Linked DNA regions of Zea mays: region 2 is linked to region 1. Evidence: chromatin contacts called from public Hi-C data. All regions are on one chromosome and are shown on one strand. The core of a region is the stretch at or near the end of the contact, and the rest is flanking DNA. Distances in the headings are between cores, read along the strand shown.

Region 1 (7,050 bases), core at 3,139-5,638:
AAGTTTTGGGGCATTCCCATCTAGGTCCTCGAACTAAAAAAGTTACTATCTGGGTCCAAACCTGCTACGCCAGCACCATCATCCGATGGGTTGTGCCACAGTGGCAGTTAGAGGCTAAGAAGCAACCGTCGTTGTGGCTCTCGTAGTTCCTCACACGGACCAGGGCCAGGGCGACGAGTCGGCGATGGTTGCAACACCCGCGTTTTCACTGCGTGGCTCAAGCGCCTAATCCAACCTATGGTACCTGATGGGCCATCACCATGTGGGAACATCAAGGCGACGTCTTGCCACCTGCACGGTGAGGACAGTTGGCGCGACCTACTTGACCTGCTATACTAGGACCTTCATCGTGAGATAATACACTATGTTGACTTCATCAATACCGCCTATTGCGTCACTCTTCACCACCTCCACCATCCACCTCCCCACTTGGCGTGTCGTCGTCGTGGCCCACACTAGGCAGTGGATGAGCCTCATTGGCTACATGGCGTTCTACGACAGCCTCGTCGAGATCCACCGAATGGGCCGCCACATCATCATCGTCGCGCTTTGCGGCACTTGCACCAATCTCGATGGGCTGAGAAGGTGGGTGTTGGCCTCGTATCGCCCACCCACCATGACACCAATCGCTTTCGTCGAACACGTTCAATGCCAAGGCCGCGGGATGGATCGACGAGACCGCAAGAATTGCGCGCATAGAAAAGCACAAGACGTACAGTCTTGGGGTGGTCGTGCAACTCGTTGATGGCCTTGGGGAAGTCAGTCCACCCTAGGATACACTTCTCCCAGAGGCATGCCATCTCAGTAAAGTGGCAGTCATATAACTTTGGCAGACTGTGTGCACCATGTTGTCACCGTTGAACAGGAGGTGCCTCGCGACTGGCTAAAAGTAGGGGTTGGCGTGCGCTTACACATTAGAGATGAAGGACAGGATGCGGCCCGATAAGGGTAGCAACCGCATGAGCAGCTACTTGTACACAGGCCTGACCCTAGGGTAGGGCGAGCAGTCGACCGCCCTAGGCCCTCGAGGCCAAGTGGCCCCATAAGATATGTCCTACATATACTACTAGTACTCTAGATGTAGTAAACCTTGGCTTGGGCTTGATCCAAAAGTAGATGTGGTGCAGTAGACTAGTAGCAAAATGCAGGTGCTAGCGTTGAGGACAATGATATCGTTCTTCCGATCAGCTGGCATTAAGAACAATAAGACGTTGTTGTATTTCCTGCACAACGAATCTCACCACTAAGCACGCCCCCATCACCCATAGAGATCCATCATCATTCAAACTCATGTGAACCTAGGGTAGTACTAGTATATAGCTCAATTTCTTGAGATGAAACTAGAAAGATAATATTCAAGTTCTAGATTTATTACAACTCAAATTGTTATAGTTTTAAATAAATTGTATCAATATTTATGACAAAAATTAGTTCCTTTAAATAGATAACAAAATATTTTTCTAGTGTAATCATTTAGGCCATATTTGGATCTTATGGTCTAAAACTTTGTCCGCTGAACTTTTGACCAGTTTAGCTCTTGAGACTTCAAAGAGGTCATCTAATGCTTAGGCGGGGGGGGGGGGGGGGGGGGGGGGGGGGGGGGGAGGGGGGTACCCAGTGTCGTAGGCTTCTCGTATTGTACGGGGTCCGGGAAAGGGTATCTTTAAGTGCCAAGTCATACTCGCATAATATGCAGAGGTTGGGGCTCAAACCCGGGACCTTCCGGCTACAGACGGTAGGCTCTACCGCTGCACCAGGCCCGCCCTTGCTCTAATGCTTAGCCAACCTCACAAAAAACTATTAGTTTACTAGATCACATGAGTAAGCTAAAGTGATCTTAAGTTTAGCCTTTAACTATATTTATTGGATATTATTATTATGATATTTGTATTAGGGACCTCGATTTTGAGCCTCGCTACGGCACTAGAAAACTCATGACCGGCGTTGCTCACCGACGAGGTTGAAGTTGACGGTGATTTGCACGGTCAATGTGCGGAGGAGAAAGGGAGAGGGGATGGATAGGGACCGAGAAAGACAAAGGGGCGGTTTTTTTTTAGAAGTTGGCACGACCACAACGTTGAACTGCCACTGCGGTAGGGCCACGTTGGATTCTAGCTCTAGTGTGGCGGGTTTTGGACCGTTCGTGCATGGGGACAGTAGATTAGGGATCTGGATGGTAGCTTTTTTTTAGTTCGAGGACCTAGGTATGACTACTCCCAAAAGTTTAAGGACCCGGTGTGCAATTTACTCTATCTATAAAAGTCAAAACGTCTTATAATTTAGAATTGTGGGAGTATTACGGAGTACTCATTATGGAATTTTAGCAACTTTACTACACTGGCACATAGGTCCACGATTATCATTATGCGTTCGTTTGAACCGATTTAGTTTAATGCCAACAAAAAAAAATGTTCAACAGAAAGGCATGTGCCTTATAGTTGCCATAGAAATTCTAACAACAATTTCTCTATTGTACATTGTACGTGGCAATAAAATGAATGATGAAAGAGAGATAACCTGTGAAAGATCTTGCACCGAAGTTTCCTCCTGTGACCATGCAAAAAAGTTTTGATTGACCTCAGTTGTCATCTTGTAGTGTGTACCTAGTTCACTATTGTTGTGCAAACGTTACTTGTAAACCCTGCAAAGTAACAAGAGAAATTCATATATACAGCCACAGTTGAGGTTCATTTTGACAGGCAGATTAGAACTTAACAAAGTTGTTCATTGATTTCAGGCAATTCTTTGGTCAAATAATTCGAGCTAGGTACACAGGAAAATCTCTGAATGCAACCTATAACCCAGGTGCGAGCCCAACTTACTAGCTATTTCAAAAGGACGAACAGGGCGTATAAATGCTGACAACACACACTGACGCTGACAGTGATGAAAGATTCTAAGGTACACCCTTTAGAAATCAATAATTTTCTATCACTGCGAAATAATACATGATAGGGTCAGGGGCTCATGATAGATTCCAAATTTTCTAACCGAACATGGGACCATTGGCATCAGTCGCGCCTCACCAAACCTCAGAAATCAACACTTCACCTACACGATGTTCTACTATTGTAGTAGTGTACGCATATGACAAGCAGTTAAACCAGTGGAATATCTATAGTACGTACAACTGGGACAGCATGAGATAGCAACAATACAACTATACAAGATAGCAACAATACAACTATACAAGGTGGGGAATAAAACCCAATAAAAATATAGTTGTATCATGCGACGGTTGACAAGTTAATTGGTAAATTTAGGAATAATTGGACCATTAAAAGATTGCAACTTTAGATATATACTATTATACATACTATTGGCTCCACATGTCATTGACTCATGTGGGAGTGAGATAGCAATGGTATATATCTAAAGTTGTAATTTTTTAATGGTACAGTTCCAAATTTCCCTAAATTTAAACGCTTGGCAGATTGAACGGGTGTTCCAGCAAAAAAGAAAGAAAGAAATCTGCACAGAACTAGTACAACTGAAGCTGCAAAGAACTCAAACTGCAATGGTGAAACCTCGGAACCTTTTGGGCGGGCGGAATCAGCCAATCAGGGAAAGAGAATACCAGAAGAAAAGCCGCAGTAGCACAGCTTGTAAAATAGTCTTCAAAACAGACACGGTTCAAAATTCACGCACATATATGTCCGTGTCATCATTAGTAGCAAGACGATTTGGAAAGTATAGGAAAACATGAGAAACTACCAAATCCAGAACAAAAAAACTTTCCAAAAACGCAAACACCTTCACATGGAAGAGAAAATAGCAATAGCAAGGAAAATAAGAAAACAGCAACGATGGGGATTCAAGAAACGCGGCAAGGCACATGAAACTGCAAGCGAGTCCAGCGGCATTGCAGAATTCCTCACCGCTACCAGCATCTAACCACCGCCAACCTCGCGAGGCGGCATCTCCCGCACTACTCTGCCCTCAGTCAGAGACCGACCAAGAAGCCGGAACAGCATCGGCCCCCCACTCCCAAAACCAAGCAAGAACCCAGACAAGAGCGGGCAGGCCAAAACCACCCATACCTGGAACCGCTGATCACCATCCGGGCGCCGACGAACGGGATCCGGCGCGGCGCGGCTCCGCGCGTCCCTCTCCCCCAGATCCAGGCATGAGCCGAAACAGCCCGGTCGCGGCCTCCTGCAGCCCCTGCTTGGGCCCCGTGAAGCTTTCCACCCGCTGCCGGTGATTCCTTCCTCGCTACGGGGATTCCTTCCGTGCTCGCGCCAAGCACGCTGGATTAGGGTCCGGGCTGGCGAGCGGTGCGAGCGTGAAGCCACCGCACGTCCACACTACTGGCCACGCACTGCGCTTTAGTTGGGTGCGGCGGCAGAGCAGAGGACGCTGGGGAGTGGGGATGAGAAGTATTTGGGCCGCCGAGCAGAAGAGAAAGGATATTTTAAAAAGCGTTATAGCATATGAGAGGAATATTTGTTCAAATAAACTTATGTCATAAAGATATTTTTATACTTTTTTTAGTTGTATAGACACAGATATCTCGTACACACGCACAGCTTAGGTTCTTTTTAAAACAATATTTTTAATAATTAATTGCAAACCTAGTTGTTGTTTAAAATAAATTGAATGGGGGCGTTTGTTTCTCAAGACTAATACGTGTCATATTTGATATTTATATGCTAGTTTGAAGTATTAAATATAGTCTAGTTATAAAATTACTTATACGTATAAAAACTAAAACTAAACCACAAGATGAATTTATCAAATGTACTGGTTCATGTTTCGCGTATGTAATGCTATAGTAAACACTTGCTGATTGTGGTTTAATTAGCCTTAAAAACTATCTCATTGTTGTGTAATTAAATTTATAATTAGATTATATTTAATACTTGTGATAGACATTCAAACATCTGATGTGGCACGACCTAAACTTTAGTCTCTACAACCAAACACCAGGTGGCTACGACAAAACTGCCTAAGTGTAAAAACCTTTGATAGTCGCCTAAGGGAGATTTAGTGTTAGAACGAGAGAAAATATAAACGGGGAGAGGGAAAAGAGTTCTCTTGCACTAGTTGCTCTTATAGATGCGGAATTAGTTAGAGAGCAACACAAGTGATTTAGAATGGGAGATTATCACAAGAGAACTTAGAGGGGGAGAGAAGAACAAATCGCAATAGAAAGTAAAGAACATGAGTAGACACTCGATTTTTCTTACTGAGGTTAGGTTCCAAAAAAACTACGTCCACGTTGAGGTATCCCTAAGGATAGGGTCTCTCTCAACCCTCTTAAAAGATCCCAACGATCAAGCTTGAGCCTTCAAATTTCTTGATATTGAGATGCAAGACACTCCACACAATCGGAGCCTCTTGCCAGTAATTACAATCAAGAACACAGAGAACAAAAGCAAAAACACAATCCAAAAACACAACACCACAAACACAGATCACAAAAGCACATAGCCTTATCTTCTCTATAGAAAGACTAGCTCCACACAACACCACAAACACAGATCATAAAAGGCACTTGAATCTCTCGAAATGGCTTGGAGAACAGAAGTGTTTGGGGCTAAAAGTACGACACTTGTATTATTTGGTGTTTAATAGAGGTTGTTTGGGTATTTATAGCTCAAAACCACTTAAACAGTGTTGCTAAAAATCTACATAATCTACTTTCCTCTGATGCACCACTAGACCTCCAACGGTCACCTCAATCAATGGGATATGCCCTCTATGTGTGTCATGTGGCACTGGACCAGTCCAGAGTGCCACCTGACCCTGCCACGAGTCCTACCACATCAACTAGCCGTTACTTAGAGCTGACATTGAACAGTGAAATAGAGACAAGTGACACGGTGATTTTTTATCCCGTGGTTTGGTCAAGTATAATATACTTGCCCGATGGACGAGGGTTGCACTCAACTCCTTTCAAGCGATCCAAAGATCAACTTGAATATCACGATTCTCTCTTTATCTCAAGAATATCCCATTGTGAGGAATATCCACAATTTGTAGTCTCTCATGTCTTACACAATTGATCTTAAATGAACACAATATCAAGGAGAGTAGAAACACACACGCGAGACAAAGTCGTAGCTAGAGATGGCAATGGGGACCCGATCCCCGATTCCCCCGCGGGGAATTCCTCTATTAGGGGATGGGGATGGGGAAGTTACTTCCCCCACGGGGATGTAAACGGGGGAAAATTCTCCCCCGACGGGTAAACGGGGATAGGGATGGAGAAGCATTCCCCATCCCCGTTCCCCGCGGGGACCCGTTAAACTTACATGTGACAATGTTTTCATGTAATAGTTAATGATAGAAATAAAGAATTACCTTGTCAATAGATCACCTGTTGTACAAATACATTGATTTTAATGCGCACATAATGATTTTTACATCTAACAATGTGTATAAGTGACAATGTTTTACATTAATAACAAATAAAGTACGATTTAAATATAATTTAAGCGGGGTTGGGGATCCCCGATGGGGATTTATCCCCGCGGAGAACGGGGATGGGGAAGAAATGTCCCCCGCAAGCGTTCGTGGGGATCCCCGCGGGGAGATTTTTTCTTCGCGGGGACGGGTTTGGGGAGCTAAAACCCGACGGGGAATTCCCCATTGCCATCCCTAGTCGTAGCAACACACGTACATAATCCAAGAGAAGAGCACAAAAGACGACGCAACAGAGTTACAACTCAAAAACATGTGCTTGAATCTTTAACTAGCGAAGCAATGGCGTGGTCGTAGCATCTCGGTGTTGTATAATATTTAAGGGATGCTTGGTGTAGTGCTCCATGGGGCTAGGGTCCTTTTTATAGCCCCAAGGGACCTAGGAGCCATTGGAGCTCCATTTGGTAGCCTTTGGTTGCCTTCTTTCCGTGGGTGCACCGGACTGTCCCGTGCATATCGGACAGTGAACAGTGTGCGGGCAGAGAATCGTGTGATTGGCTGGTTTCCAGTTCTAGGGGGCACCAGACCGTCCGGTGGGGGCACCAGACCGTCCGGTGGGGGCACCGGACTGTCCGGTGCACCACTTGACCATTGGCCCTCGGCCGACGTGGCAACTAGCTGTTG
Region 2 (7,369 bases), core at 651-3,150, 220 kb before region 1:
ACCCCTGTTGGGAAGACCAGGTAAAAAGAAAAACCATCAAACTTGTGTTTCAGTTACATTAGTACTAGCACACCACTTAGATGCAGAGAATATGAAGATAAAAAGGCTATGTTAAAATCTGAAGATGGAAAAATGATATGAATACAGTATACCCAGGAGACAAATGGAAAAGATGTTGAATGGAAGGTGCATGTCAGCTGGCAGGTGAAATCGCCAAGTTGACAATTTTAACATTTTACATTTCAAGAATGCCATCATATAAGACTGTACCTATCGATAAGCGTCATCAAAAGCAAATATGATTTTACTAGGTACCAAGAAAAGATTTGGTGTAGCAAAAAATACGCAAGGCGATCATTTTTCCATGACCCCCCCCCCCCCCCCCCCCCCCCCAATTTTCTGCTGCGTTATTGGTACCTATGTGAAATAGAGAGATGCATCACTCCCCAATATCCAAGATGTATCAAACTCTACCTCTAACTAGAATATGAGTTAGGATTATATTTCTAAAATAAGGCACGGTATTAAAAATATTGGTCAGCAGCCAAAGCATCAAAGTGAGCACAACACCACATATCCCTTCACTGTTTTTTTTCTGAAGGAAAAAGAAGAAATGATTCACTACCTATTCAACCATGAATATAGAATATTCAATCCTAAGAAATTGTCCGAAAAAGAAAATATGAATTGCAAAGCAGACATTGGCACTACTGAAACAACTACACATTTTCAAGTTAGAACTAAAAGGCACAGTAAATCAATGGAAGGGACCTTACGTATCAAACAATTTGGTCGGTGTCCACCAATGCCCAGTGTTGAAAATCAGTACGTCCGAATTGACCCATTTCCGGCTGAAATTATCCATCCTGTCAAGCCTCAAAGTGGATTTGACCCTCTTGGGGGCATGCCGCGGGGCAGGATGCTCCTGCACGAGGAACACGGACCGGAAGAATTCCACGGTGAGGCCGTGAGACGCGAACCTGACCGCCAGGTGGCGTATCGTCTTGGTGATCTCGTTCCCGTTCACCTCGAAGACCGTCCTGGGGTCATCCACGCCGGCCATGAGCATGCATATGAAGGACTCCCACTGCGAGCGGCTCATGGAATCCCCCACGAACACCACCCGCTTCCCGCGCAGCCGCTCCAGCGCGGTGCGGGCCGCAAACCGCGGCACGCCGCACCGGCGCGGCTTCCACCGCCACTTGAGGTACCCAGTGTCGTTCCGCCCGTTGGCGAGGCAGTCAAACCCGCGCTCAGCGAACGGGCACCCGGAGCTATTGTAGAGCGGGCGGAGGCCGGTGTCGTCGGGCACCCAGGCGCCGTCGAACACGTCGCACGGCTCGCCGCCGAGGCCCAGGACGGCGTCCCCGACGAAGCCCGCGGCGGCGAAGGCGCGACCTCCCCGGCCGACGTAGCGCAGCACGTAGAGGTAGAGCGCGCAGGAGAGCACGAGCGCTGCGGAGGCCAGCAGGAACGCGCGGGCCGCGCGCTCCAGCGTCGACGAGCCCGGGGGCGCCCACCGCCACCTGCGCCGTAGCGCCGCGAAAGCGGTCGCGGCAGGAGAGGCGCGCGGGCTCCCCGGCCCGGCGACGCCGCCCCGCGTCGATACGCGCGACAGGCCGCCCCGGTTACTGCCCGGGCTCACCATCACGCCACCAGATCTCCCATCCCGCGGCTGCCCGCGCTCACCAAATCAGCAGCAGTACGGAGCGGGTGCCGCCTGCTCCAAGTGGCGCCGCTGAGACCAGCCGGCGATAGAATCCCCGGAGGAGAGACAGGCTCTCCTCGTGGCTTCGGCGTGGACGCGTGGTGGTTGTGCTTCCGAGGCCCCCGGGCCGTGAGCTCGCGTGACGGCGTAGCTGGTGGAGGCGAGGCGCGGCGCGGCGCGAGCGCGACGAGGGGGAAGCGGTTAGCTGGATGCCTGGATCGTCCGGTTCACAGTTCACTTTTGGCGGAGGGGTTGCCGTCACTGACATGTGGGATGGATGATTTAAGGTCGTAACGGCCCACATGGCAGGTTGTCTTTGGAGGACAAGTGGGGAGCACGTTGGAGCGGGGGCCTGTTGGCTTCTGGAATTTGCCTGTTGGCTTCTGGAATCTACCTGATCATAGCATTGCAGCTAACTTTCCCCCCTTTACTTACGGACAGACACACAGTGATGAAAGGCATACAATAACGTGCATTGGTAGTTAATGAAAATGAAAGTCAAAGATTGCCCGTGATCGAGGTCTAATTGTTTACTCTGACAGTGACACTCCAGATCTACCTATTGACCAGGTATGGTACAGCAATGTGCACAGCTGGCTCCTGGCTGCCCCGAATCCATGGGCGAACACAATCGGCCTGATGGTTCTGATTATTTCTAAACAAACTGTTTGCAAGGGGGCGCGCATCATGATCCAAAGTCAGACGATGCAGCATTTCGGTTGTGGTTGTGCAAGCTCACTTTGTAGAGTGTAGCGGTAGCGGCTTTCTTTCTCCTCTTGGCAGGCCGCTCACGCTTCTGCTCTTCTGATGTGAGCTTCGAATCCAACCAGCGATGGGCGATGGCTACTCTTTTAGCCCGAAGCTCCTCGCTACATGGCCCAGGTGGAGCTTTCTTCACCATGAAAATTTTCTTCAGTTCGCCTCGGTGAGAAGTGTAGGCACGAACCCCCAGGAACAGAAGGCATCCCTCGCAAGCTTCTTTGTCGCGTCCAAGATAATAATGTCAGAATATATCGATGGATATCCATTGCACAAAGTTTAGTTTACGACGTTCATATATAACAAATAACCAGCACAAGTATTTCACATCTGCAACAAGTTCTGTCATCATTGAAAGGTAAAACATGCTACTATATTTACCAAATATGCATTACAAAACTGCTCTGCAGAGACGACATTATACAAGGACGCATGTCTAAGGATATTTGCATCCTCCTGTGGGTTCCTGACGATTTTGTTCGGTTATTTCTACGTCATATGGATTGAATAAGATCGAAAAAAAAGTTAGTAAAGATGTTGACTTGCTATGGATTTAAACATATCAAGACTATCCAAAACCCACCCTTTAAAAGGTGTATTCTGTCAATGGTACACGAGTACGATCCTGGAGCGTCGATGGCGGCTATGGATGCGGTGATGCAACGCGTCCTCGACCAGTTGTCCCAAATGGAGAGTCGATAACAGACGCCATGATTGGGCGCTGCAGCGAGCTCGAGCAACGAATCAAAGCGTCGGAGCACAAGGTGGAGACCCGATTCATCTCCCTAGAGATGGATCAGGCGCGGTTCGAGGAGTGGCGCCCAGATGTGGAGAAGCGCCTCGACAACATGTTCTTGAACTCGCCAGGGCGACCAGGCTCCTGGAGCGCGGCACCTTCACTGCCGAAGCTTCCAAACCCGGTCTGATTGTGTCTTCGGGGTCGGCGTTCAGGCGCTCACCTGCCGGATTCCACAACGCCGACGGGCCGGATGGCCACTGCGTCGAACACAATCACCGGGAGCGTGAGTTTGGTCGCATCCCGACCCAACCTCACGGCCCGGTCAAGGGTAAGATCCCCGATCCACACTTCCAAAGGTTTGGTGTTATCCCTGATTTTACTACCTGATTTTACTAGACCGCACGAAGGGCATAGGGACCCAGAAGATTTTAAGGGGGCTATGGTAGTCTTCCTCGTCTGAATTTTCATGTATTCGATGGGGATAATCTACAATTATGGAAGTCGAGTTGTGAGAATTACTTTGATACGTATGAGGTTGACCCATCGCACTGGATTCGGGTGACAACAATGCATTTCTCTGGCCGCGTCGTGGGTTGGCTGCAAGCTGTGGGCCGCCGCGTGCGTTTTTTGTCATGGTCAGAGTTTTGTGCTCAAATTCATAGCCACTTTGGGCATGATCAGCATCAATCCTTGATTAGAAGGCTCTTTCATATTCGTCAGACGGGTTCGGTGGTGGAGTATGTAGAGCAGTTTTCTGTCCTTGTTGATCACCAATCAGCTTATGAAGATAATGCCGATCCATTATATTATACCATGTGTTTCATTGATGGTTTACATGATGATATTAAATCAGTGATTATGGTGCAACGTCCTTCAACTCTGGATACTGCGTGCTCTCTTGTTTTGGTACAGGAGGAGGCGTTGGCGTCAGGGAGATGGCAATGCGGAGCTTCGTCTAATCATCGATCCTTGCTTCCACACTACGGGTTCCAGTCGGGATCGCCTAAATGGGGTCAACCACCTGACAGCCACAAGACATCATCCGCTGAAGATAAATTGGATGTGTTGCGCCGATTTCGTCGAGCAAGAGGTCTTTGTGAAAAGTGCGCAGAGAAATAGAATCATGGTCACAAATGCATTGCTGCTGCTCATCTTCATGCACTAGAAGAGGTTTGGGAACTCTTGGTAACTGATCAACATGAAACTGAATCACAGAATCCAGAGGAGTCTACCACAGAATAACTGTTTGTGTTAGTATCCATGGCTGCTTGGGGAGGTGCAGAGGGGTTTCGAACTCTGAAATTTCAAGGCCAACTGCAGAATCATCCAGTCATCATCTTTTTTTTTTGAACGAACGGCATGAGATTGTGCACGTTTCTATTAATAAAGAAGAGAGTGAAGCAGTGCCCAAGAGACACCGCAGGAAGGGTACATAGAGGTTACGTAATTACAGCATAGGTAAAAGCGCAAGAAGGTGCTTAGCACCTGCGACACCCCACAGCCTTGCCTCTGCCTTAATTGCTGCTAGCAGATCTGCCACTGACCTCTCTTGCCTTTGGAAGGTGCGGTTGTTCCTTTCCAGCCAAATGTGCCAGACCACCAGTAGGAGCAGGGAGCGCGTTCCCTTTTTGGGCACAGCGACTGAGCCGACCATAAACCACCACTGCTTGATGGAAGTAGAGTCCGGCCAGGTAGCTGGAGCTAAAGGGCCAATGGAGAGCCAAGATGCTAGGGCGTCCCAAATTCTCCTCGAGTAGCGGCAACCAGCAATAATGTGATGAGCTGTCTCAGGGTGCCGCTTGCAAAGCGGACAAGAAGGACTGTGCGGCCATTCACGAGCTGCGAGCCTATCAGAGGTCCAAACCCGGTTGCGGATGATAAGCCAAGCGAATAGTTTGCATTTCGATGGCCCCCATGGCTTCCAAATAAGGGCTTTGAGATTGGAACAAGTGTGACCCATGAATTGAATCCGGTAAGCAGAGGCTGCAGAATATTCACCGGAGGCGTTGTAGATCCAATCGATGCGATCCTCTGTGTTCTGCACCAAGGAGACCGAATGGGCGAAGGACCAGAGCTCCACAAACTGTTTTAGATGATCCGCCGTGTGGATCGCGTGAAGATCAATGTGGTTGACCCACGTGCTGTCAGTCAAGGCCTCCCGAACAGAGAGCCTGCAGTCAGAGGAGGCAGCGAAGATGTCAGGCGCAATGTCCTTGGGTCGTCGACCGTTGACCCAGGCGCAATGCCAGAAGGAGGTCTTGGCGCCGTCGCCAATTGCGATTCTCGTGGCTGCTGCAAAGAGTAGTTTATCAGTGTCGTTGCAAGGGGTCTGTAACCCTGCCCAAGGGGCCTCTGGGACCTCCCACTCCCGCCATAGCCAGCGGAGCCGCAGCGCCCTTGCAAAGCGATGGATGTCAAGTACGCCGAGCCCCCCAAGATCCAACGGCCTCGCCACCGTCGGCCAGTTAACCTTGCACTTGCCACCAGTGAGGTTCTCATTCCCTGCCCATAGGAAATGCTTCCTAAATTTGTCAATTTTTTCGAGCACCACCTTAGGTACATTAATGGTCGTAAGAGTGTGAACAGGTTGTGCAGACAACACGGATTTGACCAAAACGAGTCTTCCTGCAAAAGTGAAATTGCGACCTTGCCAGCATGTTAACTTGCTGCTAACCTTATCGAGAAGATACTGGAAGTCAACTTTTTTGAGCCTCTCAACCGACAAAGGAATCCCAAGGTATTTAATAGGGAATTGCGATCTTGAAGCAGGGAAGCCAGCAAGAATTTCGTCGAGATTGAGGCCAGCACATTTAATCGGAACGACTGAGGATTTCTGAATATTGGTACGCAAACCAGTCGCTTCCCCGAATTGATGTAGCAAGGTTGCGAAGGAATCCAGCTCTCTCTTTTCAGGTTTGACAAAGATGATGGCATCATCCGCATACATAGCGATCCGGAGACGTGTTCTAGCCTTGATTGATAGTGGTAGGTCACATACATTCTTGCATGAGAAATTTCGCCCATTGTTCAAGAATGTGGATTTGGTGAGTGCCCCACTACAGGTTCGTGTGGCTAATGGTGAATTGTTACATTACCAACACAAGATACTGTAGATACCATGGCAAATTCAGGACTGCACTTTATGGTCAGATATGGCATTTTTGCCCATTCCTTGCTATCATATTATTGTTGACATGGACTGGTTGCAGGCCTTCAATCTAATGCGTGTGGATTGGGCTCAAAAATGGTTGTCTATTCCTTATAATGGCACTACTGCAACTTTGTATGGACAGTCATCTCAGGTGCCAGTATGCACCGTGGTGGAACTTCTTCTGGTTGCTGCCACAGTATCAGTTAATGACCATTCACCAATCCCCGATGCAGTCCAAGAGCTATTGAAGCAGTTTGCTACCCTCTTTGAGGATCCCTAGGGGTTGCCTCCTAGTCATGATTGCGATCACACCATTCCTTTGACTGTTTACAGGTACCCTCCACAACTGAAGGATGAGATCGAAAAACAAATTGGTGACATGTTGATGCAAGGTGTCATTCAGAAGAGTCATAGCCCCTTCGCTTCCCCAGTTCTATTGGTTCGGAAAAAGACAATACATGGCGCTTTTGCGTGGATTACAGGTACTTGAATGCTCTTACCCTTAAAAGCAAGTATCATCTACCGGTGTTTGATCATCTCATAGATGAACTGTCCCATGCTTCCTAGTTTACCAAGTTAGACCTTAAAGCCGGATACCACCAAATTCATTTGCAGTCAGGAGAGGAGTATAAAACAACATTCCAAACACATATTGGGCATTATGAATTTCGTGTCATGGCTTTTGGATTAACGGGAGCCCCAAATACATTTTTAGGAGCCATGAACGAGACACTAAAGACAATACTCAAAAGGTGTGCCTTGGTTTTTTTATGACATTTTGATATATAGCCCATCGTTTGAGACACATCTGTTACACTTGTCTGAAGTTTTGAATCTTCTCTTAAGGGACAAATGGAAGGTGAAATTGTCCAAGTGTGATTTTGCCAAGCAGCAAATCGCTTATTTGGGACACATTATCAACGCACAAGGTGTGGCAATTGACCCAGCTAAAATTAGTGACATCAAGCAATGGCCAACACCTTCTAATGTTAAGGATTTGCATAGTTTCCTT

Evidence for each region. Hi-C and Micro-C count contacts between places; a contact is called where the count stands out from the background.
Region 2: a Hi-C map of tassel shows a contact between it and region 1, with 3 times the contacts expected there. The contact joins the promoter of LOC100275749 here to the promoter of LOC100278833 in region 1. A contact is called at or near these places in 2 of 25 Hi-C or Micro-C datasets (ear and tassel).

What each region holds. Positions count from the first base shown.
Region 1 is chr6:158,858,213-158,865,262 of Zm-B73-REFERENCE-NAM-5.0, reverse strand. It overlaps LOC100278833 (TPX2 (targeting protein for Xklp2) protein family), which reads right to left and starts at 4,388. Exons shown (of 10, transcript NM_001151979.2): 1 at 4,041-4,388; 2 at 2,518-2,641. The coding sequence starts at 2,589.
Region 2 is chr6:159,075,431-159,082,799 of Zm-B73-REFERENCE-NAM-5.0, reverse strand. LOC100275749 reads right to left here and starts at 1,900. Exons shown (of 4, transcript NM_001372367.1): 1 at 777-1,900; 2 at 1-4. The coding sequence starts at 1,648.